Regions from separate parts of the Mus musculus genome. Here regions 2, 3, 4 and 5 are each linked to region 1. The links are chromatin contacts, called in public promoter capture Hi-C maps. All regions are on one chromosome and are shown on one strand. The core of a region is the stretch at or near the end of the contact, and the rest is flanking DNA. Distances in the headings are between cores, read along the strand shown.

The links. Promoter capture Hi-C pulls out the DNA fragments that hold promoters and counts their contacts.
Region 2: a promoter capture Hi-C map of second pharyngeal arch cranial neural crest shows a contact between it and region 1. The contact joins the enhancer-like site here to the promoter of Mzt1 in region 1. A contact is called at or near these places in 7 of 39 promoter capture datasets (the C10 cell line, cranial neural crest, frontonasal cranial neural crest and 3 more), 1 of 115 datasets of contacts at active chromatin or transcription factors (astrocytes) and 1 of 9 other capture datasets (embryonic trunk).
Region 3: a contact with region 1 is called in a promoter capture Hi-C map of the HPC-7 cell line, with 7 times the contacts expected there. The contact joins the enhancer-like site here to the promoter of Mzt1 in region 1. A contact is called at or near these places in 11 of 39 promoter capture datasets (the 3T3-L1 cell line, the C10 cell line, the HPC-7 cell line and 7 more) and 8 of 115 datasets of contacts at active chromatin or transcription factors (astrocytes, embryonic forebrain, embryonic hindbrain and 4 more).
Region 4: a contact with region 1 is called in a promoter capture Hi-C map of second pharyngeal arch cranial neural crest, with 6 times the contacts expected there. The contact joins the enhancer-like site here to the promoter of Mzt1 in region 1. A contact is called at or near these places in 3 of 39 promoter capture datasets (the C10 cell line, hippocampal neurons and second pharyngeal arch cranial neural crest) and 2 of 115 datasets of contacts at active chromatin or transcription factors (astrocytes and stem cell-derived neural progenitor cells).
Region 5: a promoter capture Hi-C map of second pharyngeal arch cranial neural crest shows a contact between it and region 1, with 4 times the contacts expected there. The contact joins the enhancer-like site here to the promoter of Mzt1 in region 1. A contact is called at or near these places in 4 of 39 promoter capture datasets (the 3T3-L1 cell line, the C10 cell line, hippocampal neurons and 1 more) and 1 of 115 datasets of contacts at active chromatin or transcription factors (astrocytes).

The regions. Positions count from the first base shown.
Region 1 is chr14:99,044,506-99,047,855 of GRCm38.p6, reverse strand. Mzt1 (mitotic spindle organizing protein 1) reads left to right here and starts at 1,720. Exons shown (of 3, transcript NM_175245.4): 1 at 1,720-1,862. The coding sequence starts at 1,793. It overlaps Bora (bora, aurora kinase A activator), which reads right to left and starts at 1,479. Exons shown (of 12, transcript NM_175265.5): 1 at 1,176-1,479; 2 at 388-555. The coding sequence starts at 540.
Region 2 is chr14:97,115,038-97,118,406 of GRCm38.p6, reverse strand. No RefSeq gene overlaps it. Among named protein-coding and RNA genes, the nearest start is that of Gm33525, 64 kb to the right of the region's middle. Within about 2 kb of position 2,021, at least 2 of the 459 cell types and tissues checked have an H3K27ac peak or open chromatin away from gene starts, as enhancers often do. A contact at or near this core is called in second pharyngeal arch cranial neural crest, where this site is marked.
Region 3 is chr14:97,558,408-97,562,037 of GRCm38.p6, reverse strand. No RefSeq gene overlaps it. Among named protein-coding and RNA genes, the nearest start is that of Gm23276, 220 kb to the right of the region's middle. Within about 2 kb of position 2,252, at least 22 of the 459 cell types and tissues checked have an H3K27ac peak or open chromatin away from gene starts, as enhancers often do. A contact at or near this core is called in the HPC-7 cell line, where this site is marked.
Region 4 is chr14:97,394,746-97,398,298 of GRCm38.p6, reverse strand. No RefSeq gene overlaps it. Among named protein-coding and RNA genes, the nearest start is that of Gm23276, 60 kb to the right of the region's middle. Within about 2 kb of position 1,743, at least 14 of the 459 cell types and tissues checked have an H3K27ac peak or open chromatin away from gene starts, as enhancers often do. A contact at or near this core is called in second pharyngeal arch cranial neural crest, where this site is marked.
Region 5 is chr14:97,697,818-97,701,474 of GRCm38.p6, reverse strand. No RefSeq gene overlaps it. Among named protein-coding and RNA genes, the nearest start is that of Gm25831, 270 kb to the left of the region's middle. Within about 2 kb of position 1,859, at least 1 of the 459 cell types and tissues checked has an H3K27ac peak or open chromatin away from gene starts, as enhancers often do. A contact at or near this core is called in second pharyngeal arch cranial neural crest, where this site is marked.

The sequences.
Region 1 (3,350 bases), core at 471-2,970:
ACGTTTTCAAATGGCTGGGCAAAAGGAAACAAAGGTATCACTATTTTATGACAGAAAAATAATAAGAAATTCACATTTCTGTGTCCATAATTCGTTACTAGAGCGTGGCATGTTTGTCTCCATATTGGTCTTGGCTGCTGTCTTTGGTCTGAGGTATATATGAGTAGCTCAGCTGTGACCAGCTAACTTGTAAAGCCTGTGTGCTGTTTCTGTGCTGGTGTGGGCAGTTCCTGGATGTCGACCTCCTGCATAAGAGCGCTCAGATCATGTCTGCTCAAAGAACCATTACAAGATTAGGTGCCATCTTCTTCTTGTATTTACACTTAAAATTATTTGTAGTTACTTTCACTTAAAATCACTTGTAAACACTAGGCAAGAGAAACTTACTGGTAGTTTTGTGGACTTAAAGATAGAAGGACTAGCAAGGGTTTGTTCATGGAGATTAGAATAATCACTGGGACTTTCAAAGGGATTTAAAACAGGGATCCTTCCTGGAGTTTCTGGTGTTATTTGCATTTTTAATTCGCTGACATCTCCCATAGCCCAGGAAGCAAACTAGAAAGAAATCAAAAGTACACATATTAAAATTACTGAATATCATAGATATTAATCCCGACAAAATACATTCAACATCTCACTCCAAATCGAATCCTCTTGGGGTTAAGTTTCTATGGTTTACAAAGGAGAATCAGCCCTGCACGTTTTCTCAGATGATCCGGAGCCGAGCCTTGGGAGCTGGGGAAGGTACGGCAATGCTCCTATCACTTTTTCAGAGGAAGCAACGCATGCACGGAAGTTATGCGGCATATATGAAGCAGCCAACCGGTTATGAGTGGGCTCTGGTCCAATCTGATTACACCAAAAATAAGTGCCTTTCCAACCAAACGACTTCTATTTATCGTTTTCCTTATTCATCATCTCAAGACAAAACCGTACGAACACCGTCCGGATACCCAAGTAATTCCACACAGAACTGCAATTTTTACTACTGGCACGTTAGTCCTCACTTGAACAGGGTGAGTGACAGGCTGGACCCAGGTGGGGATTTAAACTACTTTTCCTAAAGAGCACTCCCCCTCCGGGATCCAAAGGCACGCTGCATTCCTTCCAAAGAGGGTTACAGCCAGAAGGGAGATGGGGGCGGGGGTGAAGAAGAAGAAAAGAAAAGAATTTACTTTTGTAAGATCAAAGTTGAGCGGGCTCCCTCGGAAACAGCAGAGACGTCACTTCCAGCGACCATTCAGTGTCCAGGCGCCCTCTCTCTCTGCTCCCCTTCACACCTAGGCGAGCTCACAGGTACGTCTGGGGCCAGGAAACCAGAGCGGTCCACCTCGAAGCAGGAGTCCAGGCCTGGGGCCACGGAGAACGTACCTACACTCGTGGGCAACGTGGAAGTTCTAGCATCACCCTGCAGATGCCCACGCCAGGCGCCGACTCTTTAACTCCCTCCGTGCTCTCCGGCCAACCAGGGCGCGGGGCGGGGAGAGGTCACCGGCCAATCGCGTCCCACCGCCGTCCGCGAACCAGCCAATGGCGTCGAGGCGGCCGGGTGAATTCGAACGCTAACTCCTCGCTCTACGTTCCGCGCAAGGGAACGAGGCTCCAAATTCAAATCAACGCGGTCCGGCGTCGGCGCTCGGCGCTCGGCGCGAGGGGGCGTGGCCCGGGCGGCGGGGGCGTGGCCTGGGCGGTGCGAGCGCCGCCGCGCGGTGTGTGGGCGGGGCCGAGCGGCGGCGGGCGCTCCAGTTCCGGGTCAGGCCTTCTCCCACCGGGGCGGGGGCCTCTCCTCTCCATGGCGAGCGGTAGCGGCCCGGGCGCGGCGGCCTCGGCCAACCTGAACGCGGTGAGGGAGACCATGGACGGTGAGTGCGCGTCGTTCTCGTCTGACCGGGCCTGCGCTTCCCGGCGCCGAGCCCCCGGATGGAGGCGTCGTAGAGGGCCCCACGGTCCCCGCGTCGGCCTCGGCGGTATCCTGCGAGGGGACGGGGAAGGGGACCCGCCGCGACCTCGAAGCTGGCGGCCCCAGAGCTCCGGTCTTCCGCTGCGGCGGAGTTTGGCGCGCGCGGGGCGTTCCAGGCCTCGCGACCGCTGCCTGCGAGCCCATCCTGGGGCCACGCGACCCGCCAAGTGTCTGGCGCCTGCTCGTGTCTGGCGCGTGCTCGTGGCCTGGGGACCCGGGGCGAAAGGGGTCGTGGACCTTTTTGTCCACGCGGTGAGCTCAGTTCCGGGGCCCAGGCGTTTCAGTAACGGGTTATTTGTTTCCAGTGATTGAGCACCACTCCCCGTCACCATCTCCCACTCCTTAGATCGGGCGACACGGGTGACCGCGGTTGTGGGTGTGTCCGCGCCCGCTGCCTGATAGGTAGAGCGCACCCAGAGGTACAGAAATAAGTCTCAGAGTTCCCTTCTCTCTGCTATGGTTCTGCAGCTTTGTCCCTCTCGGACCCAACACTTAGAAAGTAACTATTATTCGTAAACAATAAAATAAAGTTGTAGCTCCGGGTATTTAAAATAAGACAGCCAGGTAAAGTGTGTGTCAAGTGATCGGTTTTATTTGCTTTTTCTTTTGCGTTAGCAAGCATCTTTCTTTGTCTTAATTTTACACGTTTCCATCTACGTGTGGTTCTACATGTCTGTTTTGGCAGTGGCTTTGATGGTTTCCAGAGGTTACCCCCTCAACATCTTTCTCAAAAGATAACCTTACGCTTTGCAGTGGTTTTCCCCACCTAATTGTTTGCCACATTGTTCTTTTTCTGTCTCCAGCCTGTCTTTTTTTTTTTTCTTTTTTCTTTCATCTTAGATGTTCCACGGCTTATTGTTTTGTAAAAATAAATGTATGTACACAAGGGTACCGTTGTGGTTTTTAGGTTGTGTTGTTCTGAGATAAGACTCTTGCCTGTGTAGCCTAGAGTGACCTCAAGTTCCTGAGCTTCTCTTTTTGCCTCTGGAGCGTCCATGGGGTGCTGGGTGCACCAGTGTGTGTTGTGAGTAGTGTCTGAAGAGAACTGGTTAAGTTGGTGGGCCTGCTGTGAGGGCTAAGGCTTTGCATCCCAACCTTTTGTGAGAGAACGTGTTGTAAAGTAAAAAGTACACAGTATAAAAACATTTAAGAAGTTTGTTTGCTTTTTTAACGAAGTAAGAGTATGTGTGAGGTTTTAGCCCATTTAAGTCATTGTAAAAGAACCAGCATGAAATTTTCAGTTTGGATCTTCCTTTGATAGCAGTTTTTCTTGAAGCTCAAATTTTTTTCTCCTTATCATTTTGCTCATTTCAGGTTACTAACAGTGACTTTAAGCTTTTCCTGTCAGTGGTTGCTAGGTTAGTGGGACTCACCTGTAAAGTGTTCTTTT
Region 2 (3,369 bases), core at 772-3,271, 1.9 Mb after region 1:
GGGTCCTGTTTGTGTAGCCAGTCTGTTCGTCTATGTCTTTTTATTGGGGAATTGAGTCCATTGATATTAAGAGATATTAAGGAAAAGTAATTGTTGCTCCCTTTTATTTTTGTTGTTAGAGTTGGCATTCTGTTCTTGTGGCTGTCTTCTTTTTGGTTTGTTGAATGATTACTTTCTTGGTTGTTCTAGGGCGTGATTTCTGTCCTTGTATTGCTTCTTTTCTGTTATTATCCTTTGAAGGGCTGGATTCGTGGAAAGATATTGTGTGAATTTGGTTTTGTCGTGGAATACTTTGGTTTCTCCATCTATGGTAATTGAGAGTTTGGCCGGGTATAGTAGCCTGGGCTGGCATTTGTGTTCTCTTAGTGTCTGTATAACATCTGTCCAGGCTCTTCTGGCTTTCATAGTCTCTGGTGAAAAGTCTGGTGTAATTCTGATAGGCCTTCCTTTATATGTTACTTGACCTTTCTCCCTTACTGCTTTTAATATTCTATCTTTATTTAGTGCATTTGTTGTTCTGATTATTATGTGTCGGGAGGAATTTCTTTTCTGGTCCAGTCTATTTGGAGTTCTGTAGGCTTCTTGTATGATCATGGGCATCTCTTTTTTTATGTTTGGGAAGTTTTCGTCTATTATTTTGTTGAAGATATTAGCTGGCCCTTTAAGTTGAAAATCTTCATTCTCATCAATTCCTATTATCTGTAGGTTTGGTCTTCTCATTGTGTCCTGGATTACCTGGATGTTTTGAGTTAGGATCCTTTTGCATTTTGTATTTTCTTTGACTGTTGTGTCGATGTTCTCTATGGAATCTTCTGCACCTGAGATTCTCTCTTCCATTTCTTGTATTCTGTTGCTGATGCTCGCATCTATGGTTCCAGATCTCTTTCCTAGGGTTTCTATCTCCAACGTTGCCTCGCTTTGGGTTTTCTTTATTGTGTCTACTTCCCCTTTTAGTTCTAGTATGGTTTTGTTCATTGTTCAGGATGTGTTTTCCTGTTTTTCTTTAATGATTTCTACCTGTTTGGCTGTGTTTTCCTGCTTTTCTTTAAGGGCCTGTAACTCTTTAGCAGTGCTCTCCTGTAATTCTTTAAGTGACTTATGAAAGTCCTTCTTGATGTCCTCTATCATCATCATGAGAAATGTTTTTAAATCTGGGTCTAGATTTTCGGTTGTGTTGGGGTGCCCAGGACTAGGTGGGGTGGGAGTGCTGCGTTCTGATGATGGTGAGTGGTCTTGATTTCTGTTAGTAGGATTCTTACGTTTGCCTTTCGCCATCTGGTAATCTCTGAAGCTAGCTCTTTTAGTTGTCACTGTTAAGAGCTTGTTCTTCAGGTCACTCTGTTAGCCTCTATGAGCAGACCTTGTGGGTAGCACTCTCCTTAGTTTCAGTGGGCAGAGTATTCTCTGCAGGCAAGCTCTCTTCTTGCAAGGCAGGTACCCAGATATCTGGTGTTCGAACCAGACTCCTGGCAGAAGTTGTGTTCCACTCACTAGAGGTCTTAGGATCACGTGTGGAATCCTGTGTGGGCCCCTGCGGGTGTCAGGCGACTCAGCTGGCAAGGTAGCCCGGGGCTCGAGTGGAGTGGAAGGGGTTTGTGCCCCAGATCAAGCCCGGGTAGCCTGCTTCCCTATGTATCGCAGTCTCAAGTTCCGCGCGATTGGATTGGGGCAGGCGCTGTGTTCCACTCACCAGAGGTCTTAGGGTCCCGTGGGGAGTCCCGTGTGGGCCCTTGCGGGTGTTGGGCAAGACTCTGCTGGCAAGGAAGCCAGGGGCTCGAGTCGAGCGGAAGGGACTTGTGCCATGAAGAAAATTTCTAATAAAAATTAAAATAAAATAAAAAATATCTAACGAAGGCATGTCTTACAAACTATAAACTCATGGAGTAGTGTGTTATGAATAGTGAGCTATGTTGAGTAGTTATGTGAACAATTGCAACAGCCAACCTAGCAAATGCGTGAACACCTTCTTCCATAGACTGCAAAGATGTACATCTGGTGACCAGATGAGGCAATATGTGGTACGAAAAGCATTATGTATAAGTATTAAACCTTACTTTGTTATAAAGATCAGAAACAGTATAGCTGCTAAAGCCTGCTGGTAAAACCTGGCTATAAGAAAAACACAGTTAATTGTAGGAGGTAAAAATAATGCCAATAAATGAAAAGCCCACGTCCTACCATTCAGACAAGTAAAAGGTCACAAAGCTTAGATAAGATAGGCACTGTGAGTAAAAATGACAAACGACTGGTCTTCTGAGAGTAAAGTAGCATATGTCAGGCATTGATGTTAGCAAAGATAAGGAGAGAGGAAGGAAAGGTGACACTCCAGCACATATATGTGTTTCTTTATATAATAGTATATACAAATATATTTCCTATAATACAATTACATAGAATTTAAAATTTTGATAACACATTAATTATAAGGTAGCCTTTGACAATGTTTATGAAAGAAATATCAATTACTTGCTCCTATAATATATTTTTCAATTTTATACTCTCTAATCCCACTATTTAAGAAGGTAACTTTTTCTTTTTTACAGTCCAGTCATTACCCTGCTCCTAGTCTGCCCTTCCACAGTTCCTCACTCCATTAATCCTCCCCCTGTCTCCAAGAGGATCCTCCCCCTGCCAGGCCTCCTCCCTCCCTGGATCCTCAAATCTCTTCAAGGTTAGGCACATCTTCTCCCACTGAGGTCAGACCAGGCAGTTCTCTGCTGTATATATGTCAGGGGCCTTAGGCCAGCTCCTGTATGCTGCCTCATTGGTGGCTCAGTGTTTGAGAGATCTCAGGGGTCTGGTTTAGTTGAGACTGCTGGTCTTTTTATTGGGTCATCCTCCTTCTCAGCTTCTTCTAGCCTTTCCATGATTCAACCACAGGGGTCTGGACTTCAGTCCAATAGTTGGGTGTTAAGTATTTGCATCTGTTTCAGTCAGCTGCTTGCTGTGCCTCTTAGAGGACAGTCATGCTAGGCTCCAGTCTGTAAGCACACCATAGCATCAATAATAGTGTCAGGCCTTGAGATGCATCTCAAGGTGAGCTGATCACTGGACTGTCTTTCCCTCAATCTCTTCTCCATTTTTGGACCCTACAGGTATTTTTTATTTTATTTTCTTATTAGATATTTTCTTTATTTACATTTCAAGTGCTATTCCCTTTCCTGTTTTTCCTCTGAAAATCCATTATCTCATTTCCCTCTCCCTGCTCACCAGCCATGTACTCCTGCTTCGCTGTCCTGGCAGGAACATTTCTGGGTCATAGTTTTTGACTGTGAGTTAGCAATCACCCCATCCCTCCACTCCATGCCTTGTCTTTCAACTGGTAATACCTGCTCCCCACTATTGAGAATCTGAACTAAGGTCCTTCCC
Region 3 (3,630 bases), core at 1,003-3,502, 1.5 Mb after region 1:
CCACCAACACCACCAACACCCTGTTGAAAAAGAGAACAATAAGCCATATTTTGACTTATTAGGAGGAAACTGAAAATGCCCAGCATTTTTACTTTGATTTTCCTTGCTTACCCTCTTAACATCGTTGCAGTAACTCTGTAGTGATAGTTTAAGTAAGGAGTCTTTCAAAGTCTTACATGGTTTGTAACTTTAATAGAATATAACACACAGCGTGCCACCTGTAAGCAAGCTCTTCTTTTGGAGCACAGCTGGAATCACTTGAGCCTCTCAGGCCTATCTATGTTACTTGAGTTCCCTTTAAAACCACCTTGATTAGTTGACCTGATATACTTCCATACTATAAGTCCGATGGAAAAGAGGGTGGCAAAATTTTTATGGAATATTATTTTTAATTGAATGTGCCCTCTTAAAAGAACAATTTAATTGAGATTTAATAACTCTATAAAAGATAAATCTAGCTGCCATGTAATAAACAGTAATTAATTAGTTAATATCAATTAAATACTAAAAATATTAATTTACATTTTATGTCTAACTACTGTAATTCGCTATAGCTATCTTATTAAATGCTAATTAAATTCCTAAATATTCTTACAAATTTAATGCATTAATAACAAGAACGTAAGTACATATTTACTATATCTGCACTTCTGAGTTCATTACATGGCACTGAGATTTATCTCTTTTGCAGTAATTAAATATACTAAGCAAACCTCAGTAACTTTTCCTAACACAGACCATCACTGTTTTATTAATTTCAAATTAAATGCTCATTTCAGGTTTTTAATCTACAGCTGCCCCAAACAATTTTCTACGGGCAGAGCAAAGGTTATTGTGTGTTTAATTAAAGTTTATTTTCTTAAACTTTGGGTGCGAGATTTCTAAATATGACTCATGCTTTCTCAGAATAGCTGGTAGTAACCTTTTGATAACAATATTCATTAACATTTTTCTCTATATGTCATGTTCTTCTTCTGTGTTATCTTCATTCTCTGTTTAACTGAGTCTATAACTCTTAGGAGTTTTTGTCTTTCTGTTTGTGTCAAACCAGCAAAGATATTCCTTTCCTTCTTCATCATTAAAAGATAGAGTTATTAATAGCATCACAGAGAGACAGAGAGAGAGAGAGACAGAGAGAGAGAGAGACAGAGAGAGTCACAGAGAGAGAGAGACAGAGAGAGAGAGAGCAGAAAAGCATCCCATATGATATTTGTAAGCAAAGTGAGACCAGCTGGAAAAGCTGCGAGAGGAAGCAGCCTCTGCCAGGGTTCCAGCCTCAGGATGATTTCCCAAAGACGAAGGGAAAATACAGTCCTTGCATGTATCAGATGATTTAGAATCTTCAGTGCTTCCAGATATGATGGGGGACGTCATAAAGACAGGAGGCTGCTGTGCAGCAAGGAAAGCACATTAGCTATTAACCTTCCCCCAGCCGATCAACTTTATTTTGCAATCTTCCCTCAGAACCATTAGAATACCCTGAAGAAATAACTTTCCAATTAAAAAGGATCTCAGAGAACAAAGCCATTTTATCTCTGACTCCTGGTGTTCTTTATTCCAATAATTTAAATTGGAATTGATTTTTCAATTTAGCCGTTGACTTGCTATGGACACATAGCAGAAAAGGCCGAACAGAATTGCATGGCTGAAATATTTGTCTTTGTGATGTACTTCTCATAAATTCACAGGACTCCCCCTCCCTTGAAATGTATTTTCTTTGGCTGCCTTGCCTTAGACAACAGCTTTTTAGCACAGCATGGGCAAACTGAGAAAAACACGTCCACCATGATCTCAGAGATCTCACCCTCATTCCTTATAGATTTGTCTAATTGCTAAATCCTCTGGAAAATAAATAAAACAAGCTTATCAAATAATAGGCATTCTTGAAGCCCCACTATGTCTGCTAATTTTTCAGTAAGATTTAATTTATTTAAAAAGTAGATTCCTTTTCAATATATTTTTGATTCAAAAATATGCTTTAAAAGATATTGGATTTCTCCATAAATTCGGTAATTATTGATAGCTAAAAATATTATATTTCAATTAACACTTAATTAAATACTTCAAATGCTAAATTGCACTTTATTATTCTTTTTATGTTTGATAGTAAAGGGGCAACCAATAATTACTTCAGCATTTGGTAACAGTTCCAGCCTCTTGTCTGAAAATTTCTGACTGTTTACTCTGTGACCTTAGAAGAAATGCCACAGCCTTTGTCAGGGCCCCTTCCTGTTTCCTCACCCTGTCACTCCAGCAGGTGTCCCTACTTTCCTTTGTTTCAAAGCTCAGTCCCTCTTCTGAGATCATTACTGATGTGAATTGCAGGCTTGAAAGGAAATCCTGAGCTCATAACATTGTTTAACGTTTACTAAACATTGCATTGCTTAGTATTCAGACCCCATGAGGCTTTTGCTGTTCATTGTCTCTTAGATGATTGTCTGAAGGCATAACCTCAGAACCTGTCCTTGAAAAGTAAGTAGGAAAAAAAAAAAGAAAGAAAGAAAGAAAGAAAGAAAGAAAGAAAGAAAGAAAGAAAGAAAGAAAGAAAGAAAGAAAGAAAGAGAAAAAAATAAAAAGGAAAGAGGGGAAAAAAGAGGAAGAAAGCTCTCTTACCAAACCAAGAACAAAGGAGAACATGGAACCAACTAGAAAGTGCCTCATAGCAGGAATTTAGGACTAGGATTTTCAGGGCTAACATGGTTAACTGGCTGCAAGCATGGGGATATGAGTTGAGATGTCCAGCATCCTTTATATTGTGAGGAGGATCCTGAGCGAGCTTCTTTCGAGCCAGACAAATCATTGTAAGTGACAACTTTTCTGGAAAACTGAAGATAGCGATCAGCAGGTATAATATGCATGTATGAAACTGTCAAGGAACAATTTAATTCATACTAAAATAATAATTTAGCAAATAACTAATCATCATGAATATTTTGGATGTCTTAAAAATACACTGCCTGTTCTTTCATCCCATTGATTTGGGCTTACACTAAAATATGAATATGATCTCTAATCTTAACATTGTTGATTCGTTGCCAGTTCCTTGAGTGTTGTTTAATTTCTTATAAATGTACTTAGGCAGAAAAAGATTTTCAAAGCTAAGGTAAACCAAGTGAACAGTAGAGGGTAGCTAACTCGGACCTCTAGCCTCATGCCTGACTCTGACTTCTGACCTCCGGAGGCACACAGGCACACAGACACACACAAGCACACACTACACAAACACCACGCAAACACACACACACACACACACACACACACACACACACACACACACACACACACTATGATTTGCTACTCCACTTTTTATGCAAAACAGTGTTAGGAATCTAGTTGGTATTCAAAAATCTGCTGACTCTATGAATTATCCTGAAGTTTCCATCTGATTTTCTTCTCCGTAGCCAGTTATAAATTAATGCAGTGAAAAAAAATACTTCTAGTAAATATGATAAATGTACTTCTGTACTTACTACTGTAGCAAGTAAGTAGATATAAGCTCCAACTACACATTTCTGTTATAGAAGCCTGGCGGTTTGGCACTAGTCCTTCACTTCCAGATGTTGTATGATCTATATTTAAAAATGATTAAAATAATCTGTGTCATGTGCCATGAGAGATCATGTGGCTAGG
Region 4 (3,553 bases), core at 494-2,993, 1.6 Mb after region 1:
CTGCTGTTAGAAGGACTGGTGGTCGCGTCGTTCTTGCTGGTCGAGAGCGGGCGCGACAGTAATATACAGGAAGAAATGTCTACAAATATTCTATAGTTGCAATTTGTATATCTATGAGGCCCACAAGTTGCTTAAGAGCTTGAGGCTTTAGTTTTCTGCACTGTGGGAAGTACCAAGCTTGTCACAGCCTTCTGTAGATCAAGGAGAATACTCATGTTACTCAGCTCTGTAGAGACAGAACAATATCCAGTTGATGGTAGTCAATTTAGTGACCATTGGTTTGATTCTTTGGCTAATTATGACTGAGGTCTGAGGGAGAAAAAAAAGTTTTTAGTAAAAGCATTGCTTTTGTATTCTCAATAAATGTCCTAGCTGTGGTTTGGATATTTCTGTTTTTGAGATTATAGTATAAAACCGTCTTGTACAACATTTCTATTTTAATATTTTCTATATTGTTTCTTTAAAAAAATAAGACAAATGATAAATTGCTAGTGTGGGTCTACTACCAACACAGTACTTAGTGTTTTAAAGGCAGCATTTTTAGTTAGCAGGAGACATACTAATATTGCCTTCATTATAAAGCTGTTTAAATGGAAGACCAGAGAGTTTAGCTTAGGAATATGACTCCTGAAATTTGTAGCTGGACTTCCATCCAGACTGTCTGACTAGAGAGTGAGCTGTCTTCCACTCTGCCTCACTGTCTCCTAGGACTAGCGTGAGCTCTCAAAATTCTCATCTGAGTTAGGAATTTCTTCATAGACTAATGATGAACATGCCTGCTTTGGTTCACATTTTTAAGTTGGTTTCTTAATTGTCTCACAATTCCTTCCAGTTCTATATTAAGTATCAATTTATATATACATATATAGACTAACATAATGTCTTTTACAAGTTATTTTATCAAGTAATTTTAATGTTCTAACCCTATTACCTAATCTGAATATTCATTAACATAATTATTCACAAGCTCAAATAAATTTTCCGATTAGTTCCCAGAGTATTTTTTTGGTTTCAAGAAATGACACTTTTTTCTTTTCCTTTTTTTTTCCTGTATAGAATATAGTTTATTCAATGCACGGAATGGATGGGAGTTGAGAGGGTAGTAAAGACAAAGAAAGGGGGGGGGGAGAGAGAGAGAGAGAGAGAGTAGAGGCAGACCAGGAGCACTTGGAGAGAGAGGGGGACGCGGCAAGAGGACAGAGCAGGAGCAAGAAGGCAAGAGCAAGGGTAACAAAAGTTTTTATATTGACAAAAAACAAAGAAAAGATACAGGATTGAATTGCTTGATTTGCTTTTTGTTAGAAAAGACAAAGGATACCATCTGGACATTTCCCTTAAAGCTAGTAATAACGAACAATGTTATTTTAGGTTTCTCCTTATTGTAGATATTATTATTATTATCATTACTATTAATATTCCCTATTTTTCTTTCTCTTCCTATTTTGGGCATGAATATAGCATTTATATTTTCTAAAAACATATTTTCTTTATTCAAAAAGACTTTAAACATAATTTTAGGTTCAATTAAAATTTTGGCTTAAAGTAAAAAAAAATGTGCATTAAATTTTCTTCACATATTAAGTAAAAGCCACGTGGTGATTTACATACATGCTGCAAGGCTGTCAGAGGACCGTTTCTTGGGTTTACAACATCCTGTAGCTATTGACCTGGGCTGTGTTAAGCGGGTGACCTAGGATTGATGAGGTCCACACGTGGCTACTGGGTAATTAATCGTGGCTATGTGAACGTGTGGAGATTGTGCAGATTCTGACACTTTTCTCAGGACTGAAAGCAGTGCTCATATCCTGGCAGTGAAGACTTTGGCTTTCTTCCTAAAACTAATGATTATTATTTCCCGTTTTTCTAAATTGCTTGCTTTTACTCATTGATTTAAAAGATTTTAAACAATTTTGTCTTCCAGACATATTCATGAAAAACATATTTATGGCTACGCAATCTCAAATTTTATCTGAAAAGCAGTCGTACTAAGCTTTCCCAAATTTCTCCACATCCCAATAGAGCTAATAAGTTCTGGGGTGAATACGGCAAACTTTCTTAGCAGAGTCCATCGGTTTTGTTACACACACTGCTGATGCCTTCTTGCTGGAGTAGCTCGGCCCCTTTGTGAAGTGCTGGGTAACACTGTACTGCACAAAGTGAGGAGAACGGATTAATTGCCTTTAGAATACTAAATGAAGCCTTTTAATTTAATGAATATTTCAACAGAATCAATTCACTCTGTCTCTCTGAAGACAAAATCCCAAAGGGAGAAATTCTTTGGGGTGACCTAGAGAGCAAATTGGAACTTCTGTGAGGTTGGTTACAGCTGCTCCGTTCCCAAGTGTGCAGATTATCACTGTGGTGTTAATAGATTCCATAAGAGGACAACACAATAGGCTTCAGCACTTTAGATTTACAAATTATCCTTGAGCATTGTAGACCCTGAGGCCAGGCTAGGGGTTCTCAGAGGCTGAACTCAGTTTACACAAAGTGGGCTGCAGAAAGTACTATTAAAAGATAGGAAGAAGTAAGGGAGAGGTCTTGAGACTCAGTCTACTTTATAACTTGTCAGCTGCAAACAATGTGAACCATATCACGTTCATAACCATATATTCAAACCAACTTAATTTTGTACTTAGAGTTCTAGTCTATAAGCCAAAGGAGGAAATTTTCTTCTTCTTGCTTAAGCAAGTTTTATTAACATATTGTGTCTTATTTTCCATTTGTTTGAAAATGGAATGAAAATATTGATGGTGGAGTAGATCTCCTGCACCTTCAAGGATAACAGATAATAATTCTCTCAGTTAAATAGACTGTGAATGAATTTATCATATATTATGAATTTCATGAATTTATAAACATTAATATATATTTGAGAAAACAGATTAGTCAATTTTGTTTGTCTGATACACTTAGAATTTTTTTTCTAATTTTTATAGGAACTTTTGACACAAATCTAATGATTGTCTTAACAGAAATATTCAAATAACAAAGAACACTTTAAGATATGTAGTACAATGGAAGCTGGTAATTTATTTATGTGTATATTTATTTTAATACTATTTGCGATTATTTAACTTTGGGTGGAAGTTTAGGCAATAACTGATTCTTTTGTTCTTCATTCACATCAGGTAAAGTAAATCAGTTTATTAAATTCAAGTCAATACAGGTCTTTTAGAATATAGTGATATATTCCAATTTAAACTACCCAATATGATATAAGATCAATAGCTAAACACCACAGCAACATCTAAAATCTGTCCCCTGAAGCTCTGTTCTGCACCAAATCAACTCTAAATGTGAAATCTAGAAAGATAGACTTCAGAATCGTTTAGTGTGCTCTTGAATCATTGTAAATTAATATATAGTTGGCATGATAGAATTTTTATGCTCAAATGTCCAAACTTATAAACCTCCTGTAAACACTTTAAAATTAAATGTAACATATCGTATTACCCAGCTCTTATATGTAAATATCCTTTTGTAATGAGTTGCATATTATACTTAAATAGATAAAATGAATTATTTGTAGGATACTATAGTACACTTGAGA
Region 5 (3,657 bases), core at 610-3,109, 1.3 Mb after region 1:
CTTAAATTCCCCAAAAGAGATCCTGGTTTTTAACCAGAGAGAAGAAAATAAACCAAAACCAGTGAAAGAACAAATCATTCCTCCTCCTCCTCCTCCTCCTCCTCCTCCTTCTTCTTCTTCTTCTTCTTCTTCTTCTTCCTCCTCCTCCTCCTCCTCCTCCTCCTCCTCCTTCTTCTTCTTCTTCTTCTTCTTCTTCTTCTTCTTTTTCTTTTATGGTTTTAGAGCTTTATTGTAAAAAGGCAGGGAGAAAGAGAGAAGATAGAAAGAAAGAGAGACAGGCCATGACCACATGGAGAGAAGGGGGAAGAGAGAGAGAGAGAGAGAGAGAGAGAGAGAGAGAGAGAGAGAGAGAGAGAGAGAGAGAGAGAGAGAGAGAGAGAGAGAGAGAGGAGGGCTAGAGGTGAGAGTAAGAAAGGTGAGAGCTCACAGACTTTCCTCTTTGTTTATTTTGCTATTTTTAATATATTTTTTAATTTAAAAGATCTTTAATTTATGTACATGTGGTACCCACAGAGACCTAAGAGTGTTCAGATCCTGGGGACTGGAGTTATAGAGGGTTGTGAGACCACATGTACTGTTAGGAATTGAATGCAGGTCCTCCAGAAGAGCAGCTTCTTTGCTCATCTTACCTGCTTTGCCACCTTGCCAGTTCCTGTTTTGTACATTTTTAAAACTTCCATTTCTCAAGCATTTTTTTGAATTGTGGGAAGGTATAAAGTTCTCTTAGAGCCAATCACCATAGCCATGGACATAAGCTAGTACAGAATAACTTGAAACATCGGCCTTTTGGCAATTATTTTCCTATCTGGTATTAGTAATGTTTCCTACTTTTTTTCATTTGAATGTCATTCTTTGAAGTTCGAACTTAGTCTGTTTTTATTGGAAAATGTACCATGCTATACTTGCAAGTTTTTCTCCTCCATTACAGTAGTCTACAGTAAGACTATCAGACTTTTCAGTGACGCCTCCAAACTGTACATTATTGGTCTTCAATACAGGAGTCAGTGAGATGAAGAGGCATCACAGCACCCAGGAGAGCTGTAGAGAAACTGAATATTTTTTTTTATTTGGCAATTTACTTTGGGTTATGTTTAGCACACTGATTTAGGTAGGAGATCATACACATAAATGTCATGGACTGAAAAAATTTAGCACTTTCCATGGTCAATAAACTGTATTCAATTTAACAAACTGTTTTGGGGGGTAAGGTCCACATTTTCCAGGTAGAACTAAATACCTTGACAGTAGTCATATTGCACCTAATATCAATTTTATAAAGTGTAAAAAATTGTAACATTTTAAAAATAATTTTTAAATAAGTGATCTTTCAAATTTAGTTTACGTTTCTGAATTAGGAAGGCTCTATCACAAAGCTCTTCCTTATTTTTCTAGACACATAGACACGATCCTTGCCAACAAATACAGTTATTTATTTTCATCCTACTTAAATCATCATAAAAACTACTAAAGACACATAAAAATAGTACCATTCTTTGTAGCAGAAAGGTGGGTAGGTCATATACATTTGAATGCACTTTAATCTTTGCGTATTCTACCTTGCTTAAAGCTTTTTTCTCGGCTTTATAGAAGATAAACCTTGTTTTAGTTTTTATCCATTCTATTGTTATTTTAGTCTTTTTAAATAGTCATTCTATTATTTCTATTCTTATATCACTAGAACCAGGGAATATCTATAACAGGATTTTTTTCTTTTTGCATAAGGCACTGTCTATGAGGTTGGCAACAATCACATGACATCTCTAAAGGTTATATCAGGTTGCTCTGCATATGGTTCAGTTCAGTTTCCCAAAGGCATAAATTGTGCTTAATTGGATCAGTTACTAACACAAGGAAAAGATGTTAATGTTTTGGCTTTCATACTGTTTGCAGGTTTCTGGACATAATGTTTTTCATATGACACATATGGTGATACACAATGACTCTGTCTCATGTAGCTCTGCTGGTTTTCTTAAGACTAGATCATCTCAAGTGGTTTATTTTCAGGTTCACTGCTTCTTTTATCTCCCAGCTCAAGAGTGTTTTTTTTTTCTCATCTAGTGAATTTTAATTCAATTCCCATACTTTTCCTTTTCAGACTCTATATTTGGTCTTCTGGTCACCACTCCTTATCATTGTTCTCTATTTTGTGAGTTATTCTCACTAGTGCTAAGACCTGCTTGTTCAGTACATCTGTAGTAATATAAGCTTTTAGTAAATCTGGTGTCTGGGCTTCTTCAACCTTAGGTTCTGTTTTCTGAATATGAGCCATAATTCTTTGTTACTGAAAATAAGTGTTTTCACACAATATATTCTGACTAAGGTTTCCCCTCCCCAAGGTCCTCCCTACTTTCCCCCACCCAGCCTCTCTCTTTCTCTCTCTCCTTTACTCTTTCTCTCTCTCTCTCTCTCTCTCTCTCTCTCTCTCTCTCTCTCTTTCTCTCTCTCTCTCTCTCTCTCTCTCCCTCTCGATAGAATACAAATAGTATTCTAACAACCATAGTGATAATGAAGTAAGATAAGTTAAAAAAAAAAAGACTAACACAAACACAACAAACAGAAAAACGAAAGCCAAAGAAAAAGCACAAGAAATACATACATCTGTTGTGTGTCTCAACACATATATTCTATGATTCTTCATTTATTCATATGTGTTAGTATCGCTTGAGAAACAGTCATTTAAAATAATGTAATTTCAGGGCCACAGCAGTTGAATAAACAATGGAGGGGCTCTTCCCTAAGGAAAACTATTTCTCCCACTTTCAGCAAGCACCTTTACAATCAAAGTCATGTCACCTACCCCAGTAAGACTTTTAGAAATATTTTTATGTATCTATTGAAAAGATCATACAGTTAACATTTATGTATTGTTAATATTATAAATCCAATTAATTTACTTTGAATGTTTCTTTTTGCATTTATGAAATAAGCCCATGTTATTACATATAGTATATTTTTTGTTGTTGACTCTTGTTATAGAATAGTTTCTTTAGAATTCATGTTATTTTTCTCTGATCAAGGAATTCCTTTTCCTATAGGTTTGTTTTCCTAATATCTGTGGATTTTATATATACTCAGGATTCTTAGTATGCCAAACTAAAAATATGCGAAGTTAAGAAAAAAAACCCACTTCTTTGTGCCTTTCAATTATAATAATGATTAAGAAAATTACTGACTTTTTCTCTTAATTTTAATGATATTTCAGCAACATATAGTTCCATAGCTACATGAACTTTATAATTAGACATGTGATGGGCTTCCATCCAGGAAAGCAGATAATATGCATACACAGAAGGAGGTAAGTCTAAGTGAAGGAGTTATCTGGCTTTGAGTCACATATAACATGTTCTTACTTGTATGGTTTAAGATTTGCAAAAAGCGAATTGTTTAAAAGCACTAGGATTCACCAAGGGCAGCGTAAGTTCAGTCCATTCTCTGATGCTGAGACTAAGCAAGCCAATAGGGATGGAAACCACTAATATTATCTATGTGAGTTCTGAACCACAACTGTGTTAACGTTCTAGCCACTCTTCTGGCTCGCTTCCTAAAAGGCACATGGGATTTGACATCCTCCTTATCATGTATTTTATATCAAAAGAAACATTTAAAATACAAAACACTGTTTTGTCTTTGGATTTTTTTAGTATGTTTTTGATTGTG